Regions from separate parts of the Callithrix jacchus genome. Here region 2 is linked to region 1. Evidence: chromatin contacts called from public Hi-C data. All regions are on one chromosome and are shown on one strand. The core of a region is the stretch at or near the end of the contact, and the rest is flanking DNA. Distances in the headings are between cores, read along the strand shown.

Region 1 (7,238 bases), core at 3,119-5,618:
GCACAGCCTCCTCCTGGGCACACGAAGCCCTCCAATCCCCTTTGGGAAGGAAGCAAGTCAACCATGTCCCTTTGCTGTGCTTCTGCTTATTGGAAATTTCCTATAATCCTGTTTAGTTTGAGTTTTACTTCTTCAGTACTTCTTAATGTCTGTATTTGGTATTTATAAACTATATGCTGGCATCTAAAAAAAGTTTGAGCAAGTATATACATAGCAGGATAGTTGTCTTAAGAGATCAGAAGGTAAATACAGCAAGGGCAGGAAAGGAATTGAGGATTAAATGCTCAGCTTCCTGGAAGCCAAATCAGAACGAAAAATGAAATTTTCATTATTTGACTAAAAAAAAAAATCCAGATCTGAAAACAAACTTTTCTAAATACTGAATCTCATTAGGTTTCTTTTAGGAGAATCATTCAAAATAACAGTACGTGGCCTTCTACTCTGACCTTTGGAAAGTGCATGAATGTTTTTATGTGACCAGGGACAAAGTCGAGAGTGGCTGATGCTTTAGCGGCTATACTCATCGGTGCCCCAGGCCAGCGCTGCTGACTTGCTTGCTCTGGAATGGTTTTCATGCCCATGACTGCTATTGTCCAACTTTGGAAGAGGAAATAAATTAGAATTGGCATTAAATAAAACATAGTGACTGGATGAGAGCAGCCACTTGGGTTGAACCCCCAAGGTGCCCCCTCTCCCCGCCATCTGTCCATGATCCCATTATCCTATGAGATTCCTCAGGACCTGACCCTTCACCTTCTATATCCTCAGAAACTCAAGCCGTGCCTGTCTGTCAGTCCCTCTGTATCAGTGCCTCCTCAGTAGCCTGTGCTTTGAGATATCTCTCAACTGAAACTTAAGAAAGCTTCAAAAATTACATATCCCTGCCAGATGCAGTGGCATACACCTGTAGTCCCAGTAACGTGGGAGGCTGAGGCAGGAGGATCACTTGCACCCAGGAGTTTCAGGCTGCAGTGCTCTATGATTGCATCTGTGAATAGCCACTGCACTCCAGCCTGGACAATACAGCAAGACTCTGTCTCTTTAAAAAAAAAAACAAAAAATTGCATACATTGTTTATCTTCCACAGCAGTGGCTTCCATTTATTTATAATTTGAGTTTTTACATTGTATGGGTTTATAATAGCTGTACATATTTTCAAAGTACTTGTGGTCACCTGATACACTCATTTAACCAAATCAGAGTGAGATGTCCATCACATTTATTAAGTATATATTTGCACCTGTCATGGTTCAGACATTGTGTATATATCATCTTCAAGCCTCGATGCTAAAAACCATTTATCCTGTTTTGTGTATTAGTAAAATAATGATCCAAAGACTGGTCTTTGTGCCAAGGTTTGCATTTGTATCCTGTCTTTTCCAAATGCTAGCTTTACAACCCTGGGCAAGTTACTTTCCCCTTCTGCCTCTATTTCTTCATCTGTAAAATGGGGATAATATGAGTAAGCCCCTCACAGGATGGCTGTGCCAGTCAGGGCACACTCAGAGGCTTAGGAATGATCTAGCCTAGGGAGAGCACACAGCTGGGGGAGCTGGTGGAGGAGACTCTTAGTGTTGGGGCTGAGATCTTCCCAGATCAGCTTGTCCCAAATGGGAAAGAAGGCTGGTGGAAAGTCGGGGAGATCAGGGATGTGCTGGAACCCATGCCTGTCTCTCACTTCCTCAACTTCTGTGACATGGTGACCTGAGGAGGAGCTGGTACCCTTTGCCATAGTCCTAAAACACACCAGCCCAGGACCAGATGAAGCTATAAATGGCAATCTGGTGAAAGCTGGAGGAGCTGCAGGCCTGGGAACACTGAGCCAGCTGACTGGGGACAGCCCTGCTGTAACCTTCAGAGCATGAAGAAATGGCCACTTGTGCATTTACACCTCATACCCAACCCTATACAATGCTACAGGGCAGGGACTTCTGGGTAGTTCCTGTGTGCCTAAGTCAACACAGTCAAGGCCACATTGTTATGGGATGAAAAGAGCAAAATATAGGGAAAGAATTTAGAATGGTAAATCCTGGCACACAGTAAGGACTATTAAGAATTAGCTGCTGCTGTTATAATCACCACCACCGCCACTGCCACCACCACCATCATCATCAGAGCACATAAACCATTAAGGATTCAAATGCTCAGAGGTGGCTCACCGTTAGCTGAATTTGTTGGCTGCCCAGAGCCTACCCAACATCAAGGGCCTCCTTTCAGACCACAAAAAAAAAAAAAAAAATCACCTTCCTGACAGATAGGAATTCAAGATGCTTGGTTGGCTGATGGAAACATGCGCCCATCTCAGTCACATGTGGGATTTATAGAAATCATTTTAGAAGATGCCACAAATTACTTTCAAGTGGCTCACCAAAAAACTATACAGATTATATTACATATTCTCATACATATATGTATACCTGTAGAGATGATAATATATATACATATGTCGATTTTAAAAATAAAATAAGTGGTAGGTATAGGGATGTTGTTTAACACTTGGATATTTGAAAGTTTTATAATAAACATTGGAGAAAAGTGCACACATTCTTGGCCATTTTTAGGGAATGGTTTTGGGGGGCGTTCACTAGTGGAGGCCACTAAATGAACATTGCCAGATTTTTTTTTAGAATATGTAGGAGCTATCGGCTAGGTAAAATATAAGACAAACACAGGGTCTCTATACTCCTAAAGTAAGTACCTACGTTGCACTTTTTTCCTTTTTTCTTTGTAAAATAAAATTGTACTTTTAATGTACATTGGTGACCAAGAATCCACTCGTCCAACCCCAAAGCCAAGTCAGTTAGCAGGGACTCAGTAATGCTCTGAAGATGGATCTGCAAGTGTTTGTTTATGGCAGAACGTGACAACTAGATTTTAGAAGGTGATGGGGCCCATTATGAGCCACAGAGACTGATGACTTGTCAGTAACAACACCGCAAGTTTATAGCAATTGTAAAAATGTCTGTAAGTAGAATGGAAGTGGCAAGGGCAGGAAGCTTGCGAATTATCCTGAAAGACAAGGCCACCTACTTGGGAAGGGGGCCTGCCTCCTGCATAGCCATGTTCCTTGGCCTCTGCTCACACAGAGCCCTCGGGTTTCCACCACGCACCACTGCCCTCGTAGTGACACTCAGGACTAAGTCCTGCCACAGCATCTGCTACTGTCATTAACCCTTGTGGCAGTTGTTGGCATCAACAAAGACCTGTTATCTTTAGGTCAGGAGGAATTTATGTCATGCCTAAATTTAACCAGTTGTCCATTCAGCCAATTTATTGGGTGCCTGCTCCGTGCCAGGCTCTGTGAGCTCAGAATACATCAGTAAACAACACAGAAGTCCCTGCCCTCGTGAAATTATATTCTAGCAGGGGCAGGCAGACAATAAACCATTGATGTAATAAAAATTATATAGTGTATCAAGAGAGCCAGTGGGGGGAAATGGGTTCAACCTCCTTTGTAAAATTTATAATAGGAGGCTGATTCTGTTTCTCAAATCACTGTTTATTAAACCTTCAAAGCCTAAGAATTTTTAGTTACTTGAGTCAAGCACTTATTGTCCTCACACATGCTAAGATTCACTAGTAATCCAAACCAAAAACTTCTGGAAGCATGTAGATAAACCTTCTGTGGAAGAAATGACCAGATTTATTTTCAAATGTTTTCCCTTGCTTTTACATTACATATTATACAAAATATACAAAGGAATTAAAAGTCTTTTGAATGTATGTCATTTTAGTCTGATCCTAGTATACTGCTTATCTGAAATACTTGTAGGAAATTGCAGATAGATTTTTCTGGACCTCAAGAGATAATAATAATGTCCTGAAATTGAGAAGCAAAGGAAATGCCTGAACTGTGAGACTGAAGTCACACCTCAATCTTTAGGCTACTGCTATCGGCTCATTTCCTATACATTTCCAAGAAATTAAGTTTTATACATTTCTTGTCACATAGCTTTCATGTAAATAAGATTTTTTCTAAAAGTGTTCTCTTTTTCTGATTCTTTTTGAACAATGTAAATGAGAAATGTAATCTAGCTGTTTTAAGAGAAACAGCTATTCCTGAACCACCTAAGCAATGATCTGAGTATAACGGTTAAGCTACCCTTCTATTAATGTTCAGCACTGGTCAGCTCCATATTGTGGCCAACTAAAATGTTCCCTTTCCAGTACTCCTTTACTGAGAGCCTCCTACCCCATTCACACATAAGTGCCCTGTTAGAACAACCCAGTCCCGCCTCACTAGCTGCAGTCAGTGGATCAATATGTCCCGAGGAACTGGGGATTGGAATTGGGAAAGAAAAGTTGGCTCTTCCATGTAACGCTTGGGGAGTCGTCAGCAGCTGTGTTTTCCACCAGGGACAGAAAGGCATTCTGCTTGAGAGGAAGGCTGCTGACCTGCAGAGGGAAGGCCAGAGAAGAAAAGAACAGGCCCTGTTGCCTCTGAACCCTTGGCTCCACTTATCCACTTATCGTGTGCCCCAGCTGCTTTCCTGCAGTTGTGGGCATCTCCTCAGGTCATTAAATCTCTCTTCTTAATAGTGTGAGTTCTGTCCTTGACAAAACAGTCTCAGGGGACAAAGTCAGTTCTGACCTCTTTCCTTTGAAAGGGCAATGGAAAGGAGTAATGAGAACAGTTGAAGAAATAACAGGACCAACGAGGAAGTTTCCAGAACTTGGTCATTACTGAGTGAAGAAATAATTGTATAACCTTCTCTTAATGTCATATTTTTTAAAAAAACAAAAAGAGGTCTTCAATCTCCTTTTCACTAGAGGAAATGGATGAAAGTCAAAACCCAACTCACACTACTAAGGAGAGGGGAATCCAGTTGGCTCAGTTCAGTCTTTTAGCTGCTTTTCATTAGGTCAGGTGTCTACCCAGGCTCAGTCACTCAGATGGCAGGATCAGGGTCCTGTAGCCTGAACAGGTACAAATGGGACCTCAGGCCTACGCATGGCCACAAGAGGACACCATGTTTTAGGGCCCAGATGCCAATAAAGCAGATTGCTTTCCAAGGTCCGCTGAAGTCTAATGGTGTTGATTCCCAAGTCATGAGGACCTTTAGTGGCTTTCTTTCCTAAACCTGCTGCTCTCTTCAGTTGCCTGGCTAGTTTGGGCTTGCTCCTCTAGTATCATTCTCAAATGGGACATTGCAAACATCTGGGGCTTCCAGGTTCAACCAGCTCCTCTCTTCCATTAACTCAGGAACACCACATTATCAGAGGGCTACAGAGGCAGCAAAGCCTCAAGAGACAGGCAGAATCCAACTGAGATGTAAGCATCTTAGGAGAAACAGAGACGTGCAGAACCAATGAAGCTGTGATATGGAAGTCAGCCACAATCTGAGTCAAGTGCAGAGAGGGGCTGTGTGCACAGCCTCTTCTGTTCTGAATCCCTGTTACAGAAACCATAAAAGAGGCTGCTGTGTGTCCCTCCTTGTTGGGATACCCCCTGGCCAGAATTGCTGTCCGTGTGCAACCTCAGTGAGCTAGGAAAGCAATACCAAACTGTAGGGAATGATATAATTACCTCCTTAATGGACACCTAATCCCAGAAAAATTTAGAATTAATAGAAATAATACAGTAAAAATATATGATGTTAACATTTTGTGGTAGCTGAGAAACAATTTGCTCATGTTTGGTATTTTAAGAATTTGTTGTGTTTTGGAGAATTTGGCCTATTAAGACAAGAGGTCAACCTTGTGATTCCAATTTGAAATGTAGTTTAGAATTGATTTAGATTTGTACTTTTAAGTTGAGGGATATGACAGCAAAGTTTTAGTAAATTTGTAACATTGAAACAGGATCTAATTGTCACCATGTTTATATGTTGAATTCATCAGATTTATAAGAGTCACATGAGTACTTTAAAATTTTATTTATTAATGAGACCAATGAACTACTTAAAAAGAAAATCAATACATTAAACATAAATGAAGTTTAAGATGTTAAAGGAAATTAAGCTACAAAGCCCTTTTAAAAAATAATTGTTAACATTTGCTAGACTTAGTAGAATAAGATTTGTGAGAAGGGAAAATTGAGCTCGAAATTGGTAACTTTAATTAATTAAATGCTAATTTTTAAAAGTTTTTTTGTTTTTTATTTTTTTGTGTGCCCAAAAGCAGATCAGAAAACCTACCTTGATATTCCAGAATTTTATCTGATTATATAAACCTCCACCCTAAGTAACTAATGGAGGGTTAATTTAACCCCAGCCAGGACTACTTCAGGTACAGCTACTGTCCTGGGTGAGTTTAGAATCAGTGAGCAGTTCTGGGGACCGGTTCTCACCCACAGTGTTCCTGAAGATGACCTGTTTACTCTGGGTTCTCCCAGATCCTGTGGACACGGGGTTCTGGGCTGTCTCTCTGAAGGCCCCTTGCAACTCCAGTGTGGGCCCAGTCTGAACCAGAGACCCCAGGCCCAGATCATCCTCTAGCCTTAGGGTTCCCAGCAGATTAGGAGGCTGGTACTTCAGGCAAATAGCCCACTGACTATATATGAGGTTGCTGCCATATCTGAAAATGCAAACTTGACATAACTTGTTCTTTACAATGTATTTTCATCCCATCTTGTCTCTGATGAAGATGCTTATGCTTAGTTAGTGGACATATTCTTTGAACATCTATCAAGTTGCCCCATCTTTAGGTCCTTCTGTTTCTGTATTTGTGTCTTAAATACTAAATGCACTTCAAAGATTGGATTTTTTTTTAAATTTATAATGTTCTTACTTGCTTTTTACCACTCAAGAAAGCCCACACAGAATTCTGGCCAGGAGACCTAAGGATTCCTGCTTTGCAGTTAATAGAATAGCCACAGCAAGTTCTTGACCTGTTCTTGGCATGCATCTTACTAACCCATGGAACTCTGAGATGCTGTCCTAAATTCTATTTGCTGAGAAGAGGTATTGTTAGTACAAGGCTAATCTCAACAACCAACCTTCTCCCGCCTTACGCAGATTTATGGAAAAGATTAGACCTATAGTTACTCTTTAGAATCTACAACGGCCATGACGTATTCTGAGGAAGGCTGGATGGACCGTTTGTTCAGCCTGGATCTTTGTTCTGTGGGTGGTTAGTTGATCTCTTCTGACCTAGAGGCAGCCTGTGTTTTTGGCATAAGCAGTATAAATATATTCAATAGTTCTCTGTTTTAAGTGAGCTAACAGATAATACTGTAAAAGCAAACTTATGTAAGCCATAGAAATGGGTGGAACTGATGAGGATTCAAGGCTAAAAAG
Region 2 (7,238 bases), core at 1,606-4,105, 41 kb before region 1:
TGATACTGTTTAAGTTTCTCTTCCATATAATAAATGCATCACTGAGTTGCCATTAGACAGCTACGCCACTGATGAATGATAACACTTGTGTCGCCTGTGGGCGAAGGGAACCTGAATCAATGCATCATTTTGAGATGTGGCTCGGGGTTTTGGTCTGGCCTGCCCTTTCTCTGGATATTTGAGAAAGGCAGAAATCAGTAAATAGCAACTCATTTTCCAAAGCTCATCTTCTAAAAGTCATGCTGATTTCCTCCTTTCTTCCTGACCTTTTTCTTAGTACCATCTTCCTGAGGATTCAAATGGCCCATTAGTCAGCCTTCTAGGTAAGTGACACAGACTCCAGCCACCTTAAGTGGACTACCTGGCTTTCCTACTCACTGATAGTGTGTCCTGGGACAAGGCACTTGAACTCAGTAGGGTTTAGTTTCCTTGACTGTAAAATAGAAAATAACTCTACTTCACAGCACTTCCCTGAGGATCAAATGAGGTACAGTTTGAATTGTTCCCACACACAGGTTCCCTCATGGCTGTAGGATAAAAAATGGTGGAATGTTTATTTTGCTTACCTACTTGGCCATTTGTATTACTCCTTTTAGTTTGGATTCATTGACAGTCTTTATCTATTTTCCAAATACACTATAATGGCCTACTGGTGACTTTCCAGAGGTGACACTTCGGTCAAACATCTTGTTACCGTCTTTGCAATTTTACATAGCTCTAGTCACCCAACTTGCCATCACTTCCCCTCTAAATGCTCAGGGCCCCATCCTGCCTCACACCTGCCTCACCCTCTCTCCTCCTGGAGCACCTCTTCACCCCTTAACTTGCACTAGGGCTGCTTCCCTGTCACTCACTCAACACACGCCCATTGCTCCAGGGGCCATTCCAGGTGTTAGGGACACAGCAAGAACAAAAAGCACTCTGTCTCTGCTCTGATGAATCTGACATTAGGGGTAGGGGTGGGAAGGAAAGAGCAGGTGACTAGTAAATAAATCTATCATCTGCCAGCTCCTGGTAGAGTGCTAAGAAATAGAATTGGGATAGGCCTCACATGGTGGCTCATGCCTATAATCCCAGCCCTTTGGGAGGCTGAGGCAGGTAGATCATGAGGTCAGGAGTTTGAGATCAACCTGGCCAACATGATGAAACGCTGTCTCTACTAAAAACACAAAAATTAGCTGGGCATGGTTGTGTGTGCCTTTAATCCCAGCTACTCAGGAGGCTGAGGCAGGAGGATTGTTTGAACCTGGGAGGTGGAGGTTGCAGTGAGCGAAGATCACACCACTGCACTCCGGCCTGGGTGACAGAGCAAAACTCTGTGTCGAAAAAAAAAAAGAAAGAAAGAAAGAAAAGAAAAGAAATAGAGTCGAGTAAGAGGATACTGTGATGTAGGATTAGCCAGGGAGGCCTCCCTGATGAGGGGCCATTTGAACCGAGAACAGAAGGAAATGTGGAGGGAGTCTTGCAGAAAATCTGGGAGAAAATATCCCAGAAAGAAGGAACAGGAAGTGCAAAGGCCCTGAGGCAGAAGAGGGCTCATGTATCCCTTCCTAAGAGAGCTTTCCCTGCTCTCTCACAATTTGAATTATGTTCTTTCTTTCTTGGGCACATATTCTTTTCCTCCATGGTGGTTTGTCTCCATTTTATTATACACATATAATAATAATAAATATATACACACACATATGCACAGAATTGTTTAATTCTCTCTCCTCTGGAATGTAAGAGCCATGAAGGCAAGGATCGCACCTGTTGCTGTTTTCTCTCATTTGTATATGCAGAGTTCACCCTCCCGTTTGGCATTTAGTTACTGAATGAATCAGTACATTAAAAATGGATCATTAATGGCATTGTGCAATATATCACTCACGATGTTCCTCTCCCCACTTGAGAATTTTCTTTTAGAAATCAGTGGATGGGCAGAGAAATCTCCCCTGAAGAACTGGCACGCTTCTTTCTTTCAGCTAATGAGCACAAATATGCCCATTGTCGTTTGGGGTGCAAGGAATTTTAGGCTCAGTAAGGACAGTTCCTCCCAATGGCTTGGACAGGGCTGTCAGAACTAAATTCAAGTTGTTCAGATTCTCCTCCTGCCACCCCTGCAACTTGCCTCCCTCTTTACCCTCCTAATAGGAGGTGAGCCCTTCCAATCACGATCATTAACTGACCCTGAGGTTATCCCCTTGCTGCAGCAATCCGTGAATTGCAAGTTCATTCAATGCTCTTTAGATTATTTTTAAAGGCATTTTTTTTTTTTTTTTTAAGTAGCAAAAGAACGCATGACACCTACTGTAAACCGGCAAGTAGGGTGGTGGGATGCCACTCAGTCCTGTGCTGAGAAAGGTGATAATGAATTTGGTGTCGGCAATTCTTCAGAAACTGTAAGAAAACGCCCAGGTGTTCAAAGTGGTCCCAAAAAGGAAACAAATCGTTCCAGCTTTCACGATGCCTGGGGTTGATTTTCTCAATGCTCCTCCCAGATCAGGAGCTGGGGAACCTCGGGGCAAGCCCTGGGGCTAGGGATTCCTGGACTGTGGGACTGGGCCAGAGAAGAGGCTCTCGTGTGCACAATCACCCCGCCCCCCACAACACACACGCGGTCAGCACAGCCACAGGCGCGTGGAAGCGTGAGTGCACATCGGACCACATCCACAGATGCACGCGACATCACACACCTCGGCCACTCACGCGCACACGCTATCCCCCTCCCCGCGCTCGCACACCGCTCGCGCGCACCCGCACACCGCTCGCGCGCACCCGCGGGTCCCGCCGGGCGGCGAGGGGCGGGGCGGGCGCGGCCGCGGGTGCCCCGCCAGGCGCTGCCGGGAGAGGGCGCGGCGCGGGGTTCGCGGCTGTCTTTCGAGTTGTTTGCTGGCTCCCCGGCAGCTAGACGCTCGGAGGGAACCCGGCCGGCTAGTGCTGGGCGGCCGGGAGGGAGCGCGCCCCGGGTCACTACGGCGCTCGCGACCCGAGCGCGGCCGGGACGGGCATCATGGACCCGAAGGCGGGCGGCGGCGGCGAGGAGGACGACTGCGTGGACTCGGGCGCGGAGACTGGAGGGTGAGCCGCGCGGGGCCGGGCCGCGAGCGGGGGGCGCTCTCCGAGTTACACGGCGGCTCCTCCCCAGCCGAGGACCCTCTAGATCCCCGCGGCGGGATGGCATGTGGGGCTTCCCCTCCTGTGGGATTCCCCCGTTCCCTCCTGGACTGGCCGAGCGATCCCTGGCTGCCCCGAGTGGAGCGGGGCGGGGCGGGCCCCACCTTAGGGGAGGAAAGTGAGGAGACTCAAGGTTCAGGGGCAAGCCCAGCCATCCCGTGAGGCGATGCGGAGCGCCTGGTGGATGCAACGACCCCTTTTCAGCATCAATAGGGTCAGGAAATGCTCTTGCACTTGTTTCCTCCCCACCTCGGGGACTTTCCTCCTGTAGCTCCGGAGCCCCCTGGAGTCGGGCCCTGGAGATGGGGAGAGGAGGAAAAGCAAGGTAGGACACCCGCACCTAAAAGTCTTTCCGAAGTCGGCTAGGAGGATGGCATTTCTCGTTTTATGGCTTTATCGTGGGACTTTAATCTGTGCTGCCGAGTCCCCCTCCTCGACTGCTCCAGTCCCGCCGAACTTCCTCACCTCTAAGTGCACCTGTCCCAGCCCGAACCGCTGGCCTGTGGTACCGGCGGGATGGAGATGGTGTTAGGATTTGGCACCGATTTTTTTTTTTTAATATTCTCTTCGATTCAGCGGACTCAAACAATGAACTCAAACCTTTGGAGACGAATTAGTTCTCTCTCAACAACACTGTTTTCCTGAGCTGAACAAAAGACAAATGCCTTTTAGGAGATGAATGTCGTTAGAAAGGCTTCCAGGCAGCCCCTATCTCTAGAGGACTTTCCGGTGCAGAGTCAGCACCACATCCAGGCCGCGGGTCCTGACCCCGGAGGAAAGGGTGTCTTTTCCTATTTGGAGTAATCCTGGGGGAGGGCAGGAGCTGCCCAGACTACAGAAAGCCTCATTCCTGGAAGGTCGGAGAGGTTTTAGACTAATCTCAGGATTTGGCAACCCTGTGAGGGCAGGTAGAGAATCCAGGCCCACGATCAATCCAGAGTTCTAACCCAACCCCTGGGAAGCTCCCCATACAGCCCCTCCTGCCCCACCACTCCTAGCCCAAATGTGGGACTTTACTCTCTAGGGCATTCACCCAGAAATGGGCTTTCTCTGTTATCCAAGCTCATCCATAGTTCTCTACAGCACCCAATTATAATCTGGTGGAGTAACCTGATGCTAAATGCTAAACTCCCTTGCTTCTTCCCACACTTTGTGTAAGTGGCATTTATCAACTTTAATTGAAGATTCTTGGCTTTTTCTTCCTGCCACTAGTTAGCTGGACCATGAATAGAAGAAACAAAGCAAAATTAACCAGCTCATTTGTAGCTGTGTTAAAGCGTTCATTAGTCTGCTCATTTTCAATTTGCAGAGCTCACCTAAAACTGATATCTTTTTCAAGGGCTCTGTCTTAGAGAAGGGAGAGGAAGTCCTGACTCAGGGGGTGACGTGGCCCCAGGATCTGGACATCAGCATGACAGCTGCCAGGCCTCCTGGGAGGGGCTCACCAGCCCTGCTGACACCAGAGCTTCTGTTCTCAGTCTCTGTCACTAAAATGTGTAGTTGTAGCAGGACAGAATTGTTTAAAGAATTCTTATTGTATCACTACCATCTTTAAAGGAAAAATAGCATGCATTTAAATAAAATCGTTTCAATATATGCTTATTAGTCTTATTTGCCATCTATTCATAGGGCCCTTGAATTTCAATTATCAGAAAGCTGTTCATCGTTTTCTTTTCTGGAGCTTGCCCTGCATCCTTTACCTATCCAGCTTTCACAGAGATTGTGTAGAAAGCACATAGAATGCACTCAATAAGTGTTTGCCGTCGTTAGTTATTGTTTGTTGTGTTTTTGTTTTTTTTTTTTGAGACGGAGTTTTGCTCTTGTTGGCCAGGCTGGAGTGCAATGGCATGATCTCGGCTCACCACAATGTCTGCCTCCTGGGTTCAAGTGATTCTCCTGCCTCAGCCTCCTGAGTAGCTGGGGTTACAGGCAAGCACCACCATGCCCGGCTAATTTTGGATTTTTAATAGAGATGGGGTTTCTCCATTTGGTCAGACTGGTCTCAAACTGGTGTGAGCCACCTCACTTGGCCTATCATTTTTTAAAATGTACATCTGCTCATGTCTCTCTCCTTTTCAAACTTTTATGGCTCTGTCATCTACAAATGCAAGGAATTTAACATGTATATCCCAACTCCTGATACGGAGTCCCTTCTTCCCTCCCTGGCCTTGTTTCTCAGCAGGTCCTTCTTTGCGCCTTGTATCTAGCCACATCCAACAAGTTTTTCTATAGCCTTGCCTTTGTCAAGCTGCCCTCTTTGCCAGCTCTGCCCTTTCCACCTGGCATGCCTGTCTGCCAGGTGAAACTCTACTCTTCTTTCAAGACTCAGCTCAAGTGACACATCTGCTAAGGCAGTGATCCTTAATTTGGGGTCCATGAATTGCTTCAAGTTGTATGCAAAATGATGTGCCTGTGAATTTGTATGAGAAGACAACTAATTTTTTTTTATCAGATTCTCAAAGTAGCTGGTGATCTCTTCCAAACCAAGTTTGGCAAGATATGAGACATTTCATTTTCAGCACACTGTGTGTGTCTGAAGTGTTGTGAGACATCCAAGTAAAGATGATGAGTCAGCAGTTCGATATATCTGTCTGGAACTCAGAAGGGAGGTCTATATGACATTGCATTTGGAAACTACCTAAAAATGGCAATGGAAGCCCTGGGAGAGATTAAATCAACTGAAGTTAATAGCAAGCACGTGCTTAGCATTTACTCTGTCGCCTACTGTTCTAAGCCTTTATATATGGACCTCTCAAATCCTGCAACAACTCTGTGCAGCAGGTGCTCTTTAAGACCAGCCTTGAGAAACTACAACATTTAAATGGCCAGTCAATGATAATGAGCTGATAAAGGAGCCTAAGAAAGAGTAGACATGGAGTCAAAGAAAGAAGAATATATAAATCACTGAAGCCAAGGGAGGTCCGAGTTTTTGAGAAAGGAAGGAGAGATCAGCTATGCTACTGAGAAACTAACGAAGATGAGGAACATGAAGTGTATTTTAATGGAGATGATGAAGTGAAGGAAGAGTGATATTTGATAGTAGGGTGGTGGAGGCAGGAGTCAGATTAGAGTGGCTCTAGAAGGCAGTAGAAGGTGAAGAGAAGACAGATATTCCTTTGTTTGGAAAAAAAGAGGCAAAAATAGGCAGTAGCTAAAGGGGAGAGTGGGGTGAGGAAAGATTTCCTAAACACATGCACTAATTGAGCAATCAGTGTGATAGAAGGGATTCTATAGAAAGGGAAAGGAGGAGTAAAGATGATAAGCTGTAGTGTTGGCTGGCTGGCTGGCTGGCTTGTTAACCAGACAGGGTCTCTCTGTCACCCAGGCTGGAGTGCATTGGTGCAATCATGGCTCACTGCAACCTCAAACTCCAGGACTCAAGTGATCCTCCTGCCTCAGCCTCCTGAGTAGCTGGGATTACAGACCTGAGCCACCGACACCATGCCCAGCTAATTTTTTTTTTAATTTTTATAAACACAAGGTCCTGCTATGTTTTTCAGAAACTGTTTTAAACTCCTGGCCTCAAGCAATCCTTCCACCTTGGCCTCCCAAAGTACTAGGATGACAGATGTGAGCCACTGCTTCTGGCCCTGTAGTGTCAGTATTCTGAAAAAGTGGACTTCACAAAGGGGAATGGATGGCTTTAGGTAGGAGGCAGGACATCCCCTCCTGCAATTAGAAGGGCAGACAAGATGGGGTTTCTATTTGGTGTAAATACAGCCCTTCACCATCTGAGGAGAATGGAGATTCAAATAGTTGTTTGGGGCAATGTTGAATGGGTGCCCAGCTGAGATTTGCAATTATGTATTTACAGAGGTACAAGTTCCCTTTGTTATTTATTTTCCTGCAGCAATGCTCAACACCTAGGGTCAGGCAGAGAGAGATGGTGGGTAGTTAGGTTTATCAGAGTTTGGGGGAAGGGTGTGTGAACAAAACATCGAAACAAGGGCTTTCAGGGTATTGCTTAAGCTGATTATCCATCCGTTCAGCAGCATGAAGGAAGAAACAGTTCCGAGAAACTTCGTGAGTCCCACTGCCGGTGGGCAGGCCGGGCTGGTCCCTTTGAAAGTTACAGTCACAAG

The links. Hi-C and Micro-C count contacts between places; a contact is called where the count stands out from the background.
Region 2: a contact with region 1 is called in a Hi-C map of induced pluripotent stem cells, with 1.8 times the contacts expected there. The contact joins the promoter of FAM124A here to the enhancer-like site in region 1. A contact is called at or near these places in 3 of 3 Hi-C or Micro-C datasets (induced pluripotent stem cells and skeletal muscle).

What each region holds. Positions count from the first base shown.
Region 1 is chr1:64,685,296-64,692,533 of calJac240_pri, reverse strand. The region is part of intron 3 of FAM124A (family with sequence similarity 124 member A); the gene reads left to right. Among named protein-coding and RNA genes, the nearest start is that of FAM124A, 40 kb to the left of the region's middle. Within about 2 kb of position 4,368, at least 3 of the 16 cell types and tissues checked have an H3K27ac peak or open chromatin away from gene starts, as enhancers often do. A contact at or near this core is called in skeletal muscle, where this site is marked.
Region 2 is chr1:64,724,826-64,732,063 of calJac240_pri, reverse strand. It overlaps FAM124A (family with sequence similarity 124 member A), which reads left to right and starts at 2,855. Exons shown (of 4, transcript XM_035297705.3): 1 at 2,855-3,060. The coding sequence starts at 2,993.